3 separate regions of the Sus scrofa genome follow, and regions 2 and 3 are each linked to region 1. Evidence: chromatin contacts called from public HiChIP or PLAC-seq data. All regions are on one chromosome and are shown on one strand. Each heading gives the region's core, a stretch centred on a gene start, on an enhancer-like site or on the middle of the called end of the contact. The rest is flanking DNA. Distances are from core to core; before and after follow the strand shown.

Region 1 (2,718 bases), core at 193-2,692:
GTCTTCCAGAATACAACAAAAAACAAGGTCAGGGGAGCGGAGACCCCTGCTGCGGCCCTCCACACCTCACCTCTCCACTTGCCTGTGGGCTGCTGGAGTGTGCAGATGCCTGCAGCTCTGACATCTATCTGCACCCGCGGACCTGACGGAGTAAACAGTCTCCCGTGAAAAACACATCGCCAATATTGACATTGGTAATAGGGACACATCACATGATTTGTTATTAATGAAACAGTTTATTAGCTTTAAATATACATCAGTAGATTTTTTAAGTGTTAGTTTAAAGATAAGAGAATACTGAACCAAAACATCAGAGAAAATGGAGGCCCAGTAGCATGATTCCAATGTATTTTCCTGGATAAAAAGAGGTTTGTTTTTAAAAAAAAAAAAAAAAAAAAAAGTACATGACTTTTAATCTAAGAATGACAGCTTCCCAAGTCCAATGTTTAGAACTGGATTGTTTGCAACTAAATTTAAAACAAAACAAAACAAAACAAAACAAAAACCTGGAGCTCCTAAAGGCACAGTGTGGGCAGCAAGAGAAAAGTAAAAGAAATGGGGGAAAATAGATTTTAACAGCAAGTGTATCATTGGCTGGTTTTGTTTTTGTTTCGGTCTATTTAAGGCAGGATTAGCTCTCTCTGCAATCCTGCAGATAAATCCTAGTGTTTTGGCTATAAGAAAGTTTTAAGAGTTCAGATATACAGATAAGCCAATTTTTAAAAACCCTTTTCTTACAGTATTCTAAAGGCTTTTGCAGCATTATATAAATCTTTAAATTTCCTATCACCCACATTTTAAGAAATAAATCTACACTTTAATAAGGCACTCTTAAGATATAAAACAGTTTTGAAAACAATTACATTCTATGCTAGGGCTAACCCATTCCTTTGCCATGGGGATGGAGTGGACTGTCTTCCTGAACCTCGTCAATCTCTGCACCGTCCCAAACACGCAGCCTCCACGAACAAGAGGTGCCTCAGACCTTTCCGAATCTGCCTAAATAGCTCAATTCTCTCAAGGGCACTCTCCCACCCACTGATGAGAGAGTTACACTAACAGAGCTGCCAGAATTTAATGGTGAGTGGGAAAACAATTCATTCCCCTGTTCTAGAAACGCTTTCTTTGAACACAGAACCGTGATTTGTGTTAGGCTCCTGCCCAGAAAGGAAAACGGGATGGAAGAGAACCAATGACCCCCCATATCCTTCAATTTTACCGATGGGACAGAAACACAAAGGAACTTCACTTTTAAATGACAACCTTAGAACTAAGGATAATCTGACATTTTAATTGTGTGTCTGCTACGTATGTGGGTCACTGGTGCTAATAGCTTCCACTTCTAAATGACAAGAATTCCAATCCCACCATCCCTACTGCTAATTAAAACAAACACCAAAGCTTACAATATAGTAAAGCAACCTCTATGACTGTAACAACACGAGAGAGTCAGGGGGATTCCCCCTCTTTCCTAAGTGACAGAAGAAAAGGAAGGAATAAGGGTCAGACTAAGCCTGAAATATAATTTCACTATGAAAAAAGGGCAACGAATGTCCCATGCAGCGGGCAGAGTTAAACACGTGGACTGGGGGTGTATCCAGTCAAGGCACTGGTGTGGGCTGGGTCTTTGCTTCCTAGGAGTAAAGAAGGACCCTAGAAAGGTAGCCACGAGGCACTTCTTTCTTCATCCTTCTGGGCTGGCAGCAGGTGAGCGATTACTTCCCGTAGAACTTTTTGTTGAGAAGGAAGATCAGAAGGTTGACATTTACTTTAGCTCTATCAAATAATTTCATGACGGCAACTCCTTCATACTGTAGCTGCAGCAGGTCCTGTTCCAAAAAAACATTCTGATGGTTAATCAGGTCTGTGCCGCAAGAAAAGGAAAGACATGATGTAGAGAGGGATGCAGGAGGAATGAGGCAGGCCCGGTGTGCCAGATGTGCACCGGGGTGAGAGACAAGGCCCCAGCTGTGGACTGCCTGCCCACTGCCCAGGCTAAGTGATATGTCACCTGGACAAGGTGAGACATTTCGATCCGTGAGGAAATACACTAACCACCGAAAACAAGACGAGGCCAGTAATGCTGTCTCAGCACTGTCTACTGGAGTATTAATTTCTATTTCAAATGAGAAAGCGTTTATATTCTGAACGCAAGGGGAAGGAGAGGAGAAACTTTTTTTAGGTGCCTGCTATGTGCTCCACAATGTGGAAGCACCTTATATAGTGTCTTTTTAAGTCCTGTCAAAAATCCTACAGGGTGTGTTTATGCCAAATTTAAAGACGAGGCAACTGAGGCTCTGAGATATTAAAAGACCTGCCCAACAGTTCACAAATGGATGTAGTGAATCTGGATCTGACTGCAAAGGCCCTGCTTTCCCTGCCACCCAGAACAAACTGAGGCAATCTGAGTGGTCTCACCCCTAAACTCTGGAAGAGAAGTGATGAGAAAGCAAGAGTCAAAGGGCTTGAAGGGATCCCCAAAGGTCAACTGATTCATCTTTTGGAAAAATCCTAGCAGCTCCATGAGGACAAGGACCCTGGTGTATCACCTGGGCCTTACATCACACCTTGCACCTGGCAGTCAGTCCAGAGTTAATGAATTTGTGCGTGGAGAAACATGCTACCTGAGGCAGACTGTACAGGGCCTCACAAATCTGGTGAAATCGAAAGAATAATAGGATCCTTTCTGGGTGAGGACTTGAGTTAGCCATGTGCATC
Region 2 (2,700 bases), core at 174-2,673, 360 kb before region 1:
TCTTTGTATTGTTTTGTAATATTTGACCATATGTTGTATACTGGGTATAAAAGCAGGGGAAAGTATTATGCTATGTTATTCCTCTCCCCCACTTCTCCCTGGGGGTTCCTGGGGGAGCTAGTTACCTGGAAGTGATCAAGCACTGAGCTGAGCTGCAGTGGAGTACAGTTGTGGTAAAGCTTAGTCCTCCTCTGGATGCCCCTTTCCCTTTGGCGCGGCCCTCGATAAGATTTGGGGTTGAAAGCTTGGCCAGTCTGTCTCTTTCACGCCTTCAAGTTGTGTTCTAAAGAGATTTTGAGGTTAGCTCTTTGGCCTCCCAAACACACAGGTTCAAATCTGGCTAATACCTTGATGGGGAGATCAACTTAATCGTTTGTTTCAGGCCCCCTCCCTCTAAACACCTGCCTTTCCAGCTCAGTCCCCTCTGAGTTGCCTAAACTGCTCCAGAACTCAGCAAATGTTCCCTGGGGGACACCCGGCTTTGCAGTTCAGGTTCCTCCAGATGCCAATCCATAGCACAGTCCCTGTTAGCACCAAACACTGTTCATTTCTCCCCCCCCCCCCCAACAAGGAGAGTCTCTCTGGGACAATTCTCATCACCAGAGGTGTCATTCGGAGTCAGCAAATGTCTCAGGGAAGAAAATATCCACCCATCAACCATTCAACTTGGAGGGGCTTTTCTCCTCCTTGAAATTTTTTTTTTTTTTTTTTTTGATCTTTTTGCCATTTCTTGGGCTGCTCCTGCAGCATATGGAGGTTCCCAGGCTAGGGGTCTAATCTGAGCTGTAGCTGCCAGCCTACACCAGAGCTACAGCAATGCAGGATCTGAGCCACATTGCAACCTACACCACAGCTCACGGCAACGCTGGATCCTTAACCCACTGAGCAAGGTCAGGGACCGAACCCGCAACCTCATGGTTCCTAGTCAGATTCGTTAACCACTGCGCCATTACAGGATACTCCTCCTCCTTGAAATTTTAATTCATATGGTCTCTCTTTCTCCCACCACCTAACACTGTCTTTAAAAATTATCATTTTCATCAGATGTTTCCTCCTAGTTGTTGCAATGGGTGTGGGATCCTGCAGAGACCTACCACATCCTACCCAGAAGCAGAAGTTCTTCAGTTCTGCTTTTTACCACTGCGAATGGAGGTACAAGATGAATTCTTAGTATTTTTACTTAGTCACACTCTCACTTGATTTACTCTTGTGTAAGCAAGTTTTAGTTCTTTCATCTCTTTGAAAATAGGTGTCAGGTATTTCCTGACCATACTTGAGGGATGGCCATTTTACCTGAAAGATCTTACCATTCATTCGTTGGTGCTAAAAATACTTCCTGGTTTCTGTTTCTCAGTTTGTTTCCTACTTTGGCTTCTCCACTTTCACCATTGCTGCTGGAAGTTTCAGAGAACTTTATAGATTTCAGGGGAACTTAGGGCAGAAGCTGAGGCTTCCCTGCTCTGCCATCCCATTGCTCAGTAAATTGGTCTTTTTCTTTCTTTAGGGGGCTGAACCTGCGGCACATGCAAGCTCCTGGGCCAGGGGTCAAGTCAGAGCTGCAGCTGCCGGCCTACACCACAGCCACAGCCACAGCAACATGGGATCCAAGCTGCATCTGCAACCTTCATCGTGGCAACACCGGATCCTTAACCCACTGAGCAAGGCCAGGGATTGAATTTGCATCCTCATGGATACTATGTTGGGTTCTTAACCTGCCGAGGCATAGTGGGAACTCGAGAGAGAAAGGAAGCATTTTCTTTCGCTTCAGCCACTCCAGACCCGTTTACATGGAACTCTGACTTTCCTGGACACCCCTCTATTCTCCTGCTCCCATGTGTTTACACATAGTGTCGCTAACATTTATAGGCTAACGACTTTCTTTCCTTTCCGTTTTTTTTTTTTTTTTTTTTTTGTCTTTTTTTTTTTAGGGCCGTACCCATGGCATGTGGAAGTTCCCAGGCTACAGGGTCGAATCAGAGCTACAGCTGCCAGCTATGGCCACAGCAACACCAGATCCTTAACCCACTGAGCAAGGCCAGGGATCAAACCCGCATCCTCATGGATACGGGTCAGGTTCATTACCACTGAGCCACGACGGGAACTCCAACATAAGCTAAGGACTTCCAAACCTCAGTTATCAGCCTTTACTTCCACCCGAGCTTCTGGTCCTATTTGTCACACTTACCTCCCCACAGTCCCCTCCCATGCAATGTCTCTAATCTCACCATCTTTCCCGCAGCTCTGCTCCTCTGCCTGCGATCCTAATTCAGAAATAACACCACCATCTGCTCAGACGCCTGTATATCCTCATCCTCATCTGCCTCCCTCTTCCCCAGGTCACACAACCAAAAACCACCCAACAATGTTGGTTTCGCCCTGCAACACTGCCCTTGCCCACCCACCCACGGGCACGGTCCAGGGCCTCACTTCCTTCTAAGACCTGCCCTCCAGAGGAGCGCACATGCCAAGAGCACTTGATGGGCACAAGTGGTTTTATTATTTTTGCCTGGAAGAGGAAGCCCTGGCAGGAGCCAGGCTGCCCAGCAGACGTGGAGCCGCCTCCCTGCTGGCAGCATGAATACCAGTGGCTGGAGTCCAGGGCAACAAGGAGCTGTCTGATGGTGTGAGCTGGAGCTGGTGAGGAGGTACGGTCTGGCCTGCAGAGGCCACTGGCTTGAGAAGTGGGGCTCCAGCCTCACC
Region 3 (2,700 bases), core at 186-2,685, 380 kb before region 1:
CAGGTTGACAAGGGAGCGCAGAAGCCTGGGAGGGCGGGCAGGAGAGGGACCATGGGAGAGATGACCACCGAGAGACTGTCCACCTGCCAGCAGGATGAGCCCTTGGCAGGCCTGCCCACGGACCGCCCGGCGCGTCCTCCTCCTTTTGGGGATGATGGGCAGAGGCGCGGAGCCGATGGGGAAGAGAGGGCTCCCACCTGACCCCATAGTCCACCACGACTGCCTCCTTGGCGGTGCCGGTGATGGCATCATGGTGCTGGAAGAGCCCTAGTGTGCGCCGAGCTTCCGTCAGAAGGGCCAGGTTCGAGAGCGGGTACTGGCTAGCCAGTCCAGAGCGGCGGGCGTGGGCGACAGCCAGGCTGTACAGAATCTCTGCCCCCCTGCCAGAGAGAGGAGCCAGCCTCCTGTCACTCAGCTCTGCAGCGCCCCCTGCCAACTCTGCAGGACCCACTCTTCTTCCTTCCCCCCTTTCTCCCCGTGGCTTGGTCTCCGGGCCCTTCCAGTACCTTCCAAGCCAATCCAGCCCCTGTTTAAACCCCAAAGGCTTACTTTACTCCCTCCAGCCTGGAAGGGGGCGGGTCTCACCGCAGGTGGGCTTCCAGGACACGGTCCAAGCCCTTGTAAAAAGGCCGGGAAGTGTAATAGCCTGTCCAGTAATGGTCTTCCCGGTCCGCGTAGGAGAAGAAATCGCCACTCAGCACAGGGAAACCGGGAGGCCGGGCCCCCGGCTCCACCCCTGTCCTCTTGTAGAGAGCGTCAAAATAGTCAGAGAGGGTGCCAAACTGAGCCTGTAGGGACGCCAACACCCCACTTCCATCAGCTCCAGAGCCTTTCGGGACCGTGGCCCTTGGTGCTGCAGCTGGGGCAGGGGCAGGGGCAGGGATTTTGCCTACGCAGAGGAAGGTCACTGCCTAGCCCACCCTCTGGACCTCACAGAAGCTGGGGAGCCCGGGGAAGAAGCGTGACACTGAGCCTTGCTCACAGGTTGGGAACAAAGCCCTGCGTTGGCGCCGTAATGGGGAGCACAGAACCTCACGGGAAGGGCTGGGCTGCAGCACCGCCGAGGCCCCCGGGCCCCCAGCCCAGCACCCTTCAGACCTGCACGTGGAGGTCAGGCTTGCTGTTGAGGAAGTCAAAGAGCCGCTGGTAGTTGAAGAACTGGGCGTCCCACTCCTGGGGCTTGTCATAACGGAAGTCGTCGCCCAGCGGCACCAGGAGGACGTTGCTTCGGAAGAGCCGGGACTTCTTCCTGTACTGGTCCAGGAGCAGGCCTGCCCTGCAGGTGGAGAGGTGCACAGGCCCAAGGTGGAGCCTCCAACTACAGGATCCAGAGCAGAGCCAGACTGAGAGAAGCCCTCCCATGCAGAGTCACGCGGCTCCATGTGGGACGGGAGAGCCGGGCACAGCGGGGCGGGGCGGGGCGGGGCGGGGCGGGGCGGGGCGGGGTCCTCTGGACTGCTAGAGAGTTCCTCTGGATGCATGGCTTCAGTTGCCTGGCCCGCGCTCTGCCCTCAGACACCGTACAGAACAAATCGGTCTTCCTTCCCCGTGACCGGCAGGCATAGCCAAGCGTGCTCCACCCGCCGTGTTTTCTCATCACCCTCTACCCACCCAGCTCCTCTACTGGGTCCCTATGCCGCAGTGCAGAACCCGTTCACCAGCAGTTCTCCGAAGAGCCCCTCATCAGGATCCCAGAGCGGGGCTCAGCACTGAATACAGGAGTCTGGCAGAAATCAGGTGACACACACACACACACACACACTGCCACCCCCCCCAACCCTGGTCTTGCCAGAGTTGCCATGGGAGCAGTGGGGGTCTACACAGGCCTGTTTGGCAGCCCCAGGGTCACCCCACCACGCTGACATCAGTGACCATGTTTTCTGTGCATGAGGCCCAGCAAGATTTTTCTCAGCCTGATCTTTCCTATTCTGTTGGTGGAAGAGAACCGTATGTTTATCTCTAATAAATCTTATCTGGTTCGATTCGACCCACATCCCAATTTACCGAAGTTTTTTGGGATCCTGACCCCGACACCTTAGTTTTGTTTTGCCACCAATTAGTGAAGCGGCACGGCTCTGGAGTGAAGGGCCTGGACTTGGCAGCCAGACTCTCCCGATGCCAGCTTCCCATGCACCCGCTGTGACCCCAGGCAAGTGTTTTAACCTCTCTGGGTCTCAGATTCTATAAAATAAGGATAACATCAGTACCTACCATCATAATATTATGAGAATTAAAATGAACTGAATGAATTAATATTTGTTAAACACTTAAAACAGTTTCTGGGAGTTCCCTTCATGGTGCAGCGGAAACAAATCCAACTAGGAACCATGAGGTTGTGGGTTCGATCCCTGGCCTTGCTCAGTGGGTTAAGGATCTGGCGTTGCCTGAGCTGTAGTGTGGGTCACAGACACGGCTCGTATCTGGCATTGCTGTGTCTCTGGTGGAGGCCAGTGGCTACAGCTCTGATTCGACCCCGAGCCTGGGAACTTCCATATGCTACAGGTGTGGCCCTCAAAAGACAGGAAAAAAAAAAAACAACAAAACAAAACAGTTTCTGGTATGTAATAGGACCTATATGTAAACACATTATTTTCCTTTTCATACAAGTCACTAATATAATCAATAAAATTAAAACAGAGCCCTGTGGCATTAAAGCCTCTTTCTCTTTTTGGACGAGCCTGGTAATTGGCTCGTTATGGG

What was found. HiChIP or PLAC-seq counts read pairs in DNA pulled down with a chosen protein or histone mark.
Region 2: an H3K27ac HiChIP or PLAC-seq map of alveolar macrophages shows a contact between it and region 1. The contact joins two enhancer-like sites. A contact is called at or near these places in 4 of 47 Hi-C or Micro-C datasets (embryonic fibroblasts, retroperitoneal adipose tissue and subcutaneous adipose tissue) and 2 of 2 datasets of contacts at active chromatin or transcription factors (alveolar macrophages and skeletal muscle).
Region 3: an H3K27ac HiChIP or PLAC-seq map of alveolar macrophages shows a contact between it and region 1. The contact joins two enhancer-like sites. A contact is called at or near these places in 2 of 2 datasets of contacts at active chromatin or transcription factors (alveolar macrophages and skeletal muscle).

Annotation. Positions count from the first base shown.
Region 1 is chr7:53,127,460-53,130,177 of Sscrofa11.1, reverse strand. IQGAP1 (ras GTPase-activating-like protein IQGAP1) reads right to left here. Exons shown (of 38, transcript XM_021098910.1): 38 at 214-1,829. The coding sequence ends at 1,716. Among named protein-coding and RNA genes, the nearest start is that of CRTC3, 17 kb to the left of the region's middle. Within about 2 kb of position 1,442, at least 1 of the 83 cell types and tissues checked has an H3K27ac peak or open chromatin away from gene starts, as enhancers often do. A contact at or near this core is called in alveolar macrophages, where this site is marked.
Region 2 is chr7:53,484,859-53,487,558 of Sscrofa11.1, reverse strand. It overlaps FES (tyrosine-protein kinase Fes/Fps), which reads right to left. Exons shown (of 19, transcript XM_001929355.4): 19 at 2,475-2,700. The coding sequence ends at 2,696. Among named protein-coding and RNA genes, the nearest start is that of MAN2A2, 13 kb to the left of the region's middle. Within about 2 kb of position 1,423, at least 8 of the 83 cell types and tissues checked have an H3K27ac peak or open chromatin away from gene starts, as enhancers often do. A contact at or near this core is called in alveolar macrophages, where this site is marked.
Region 3 is chr7:53,505,751-53,508,450 of Sscrofa11.1, reverse strand. MAN2A2 (alpha-mannosidase 2x) reads right to left here. Exons shown (of 24, transcript XM_001929378.5): 10 at 1,099-1,276; 11 at 586-788; 12 at 198-380; 13 at 1-25. Among named protein-coding and RNA genes, the nearest start is that of MAN2A2, 8.2 kb to the right of the region's middle. Within about 2 kb of position 1,435, at least 4 of the 83 cell types and tissues checked have an H3K27ac peak or open chromatin away from gene starts, as enhancers often do. A contact at or near this core is called in alveolar macrophages, where this site is marked.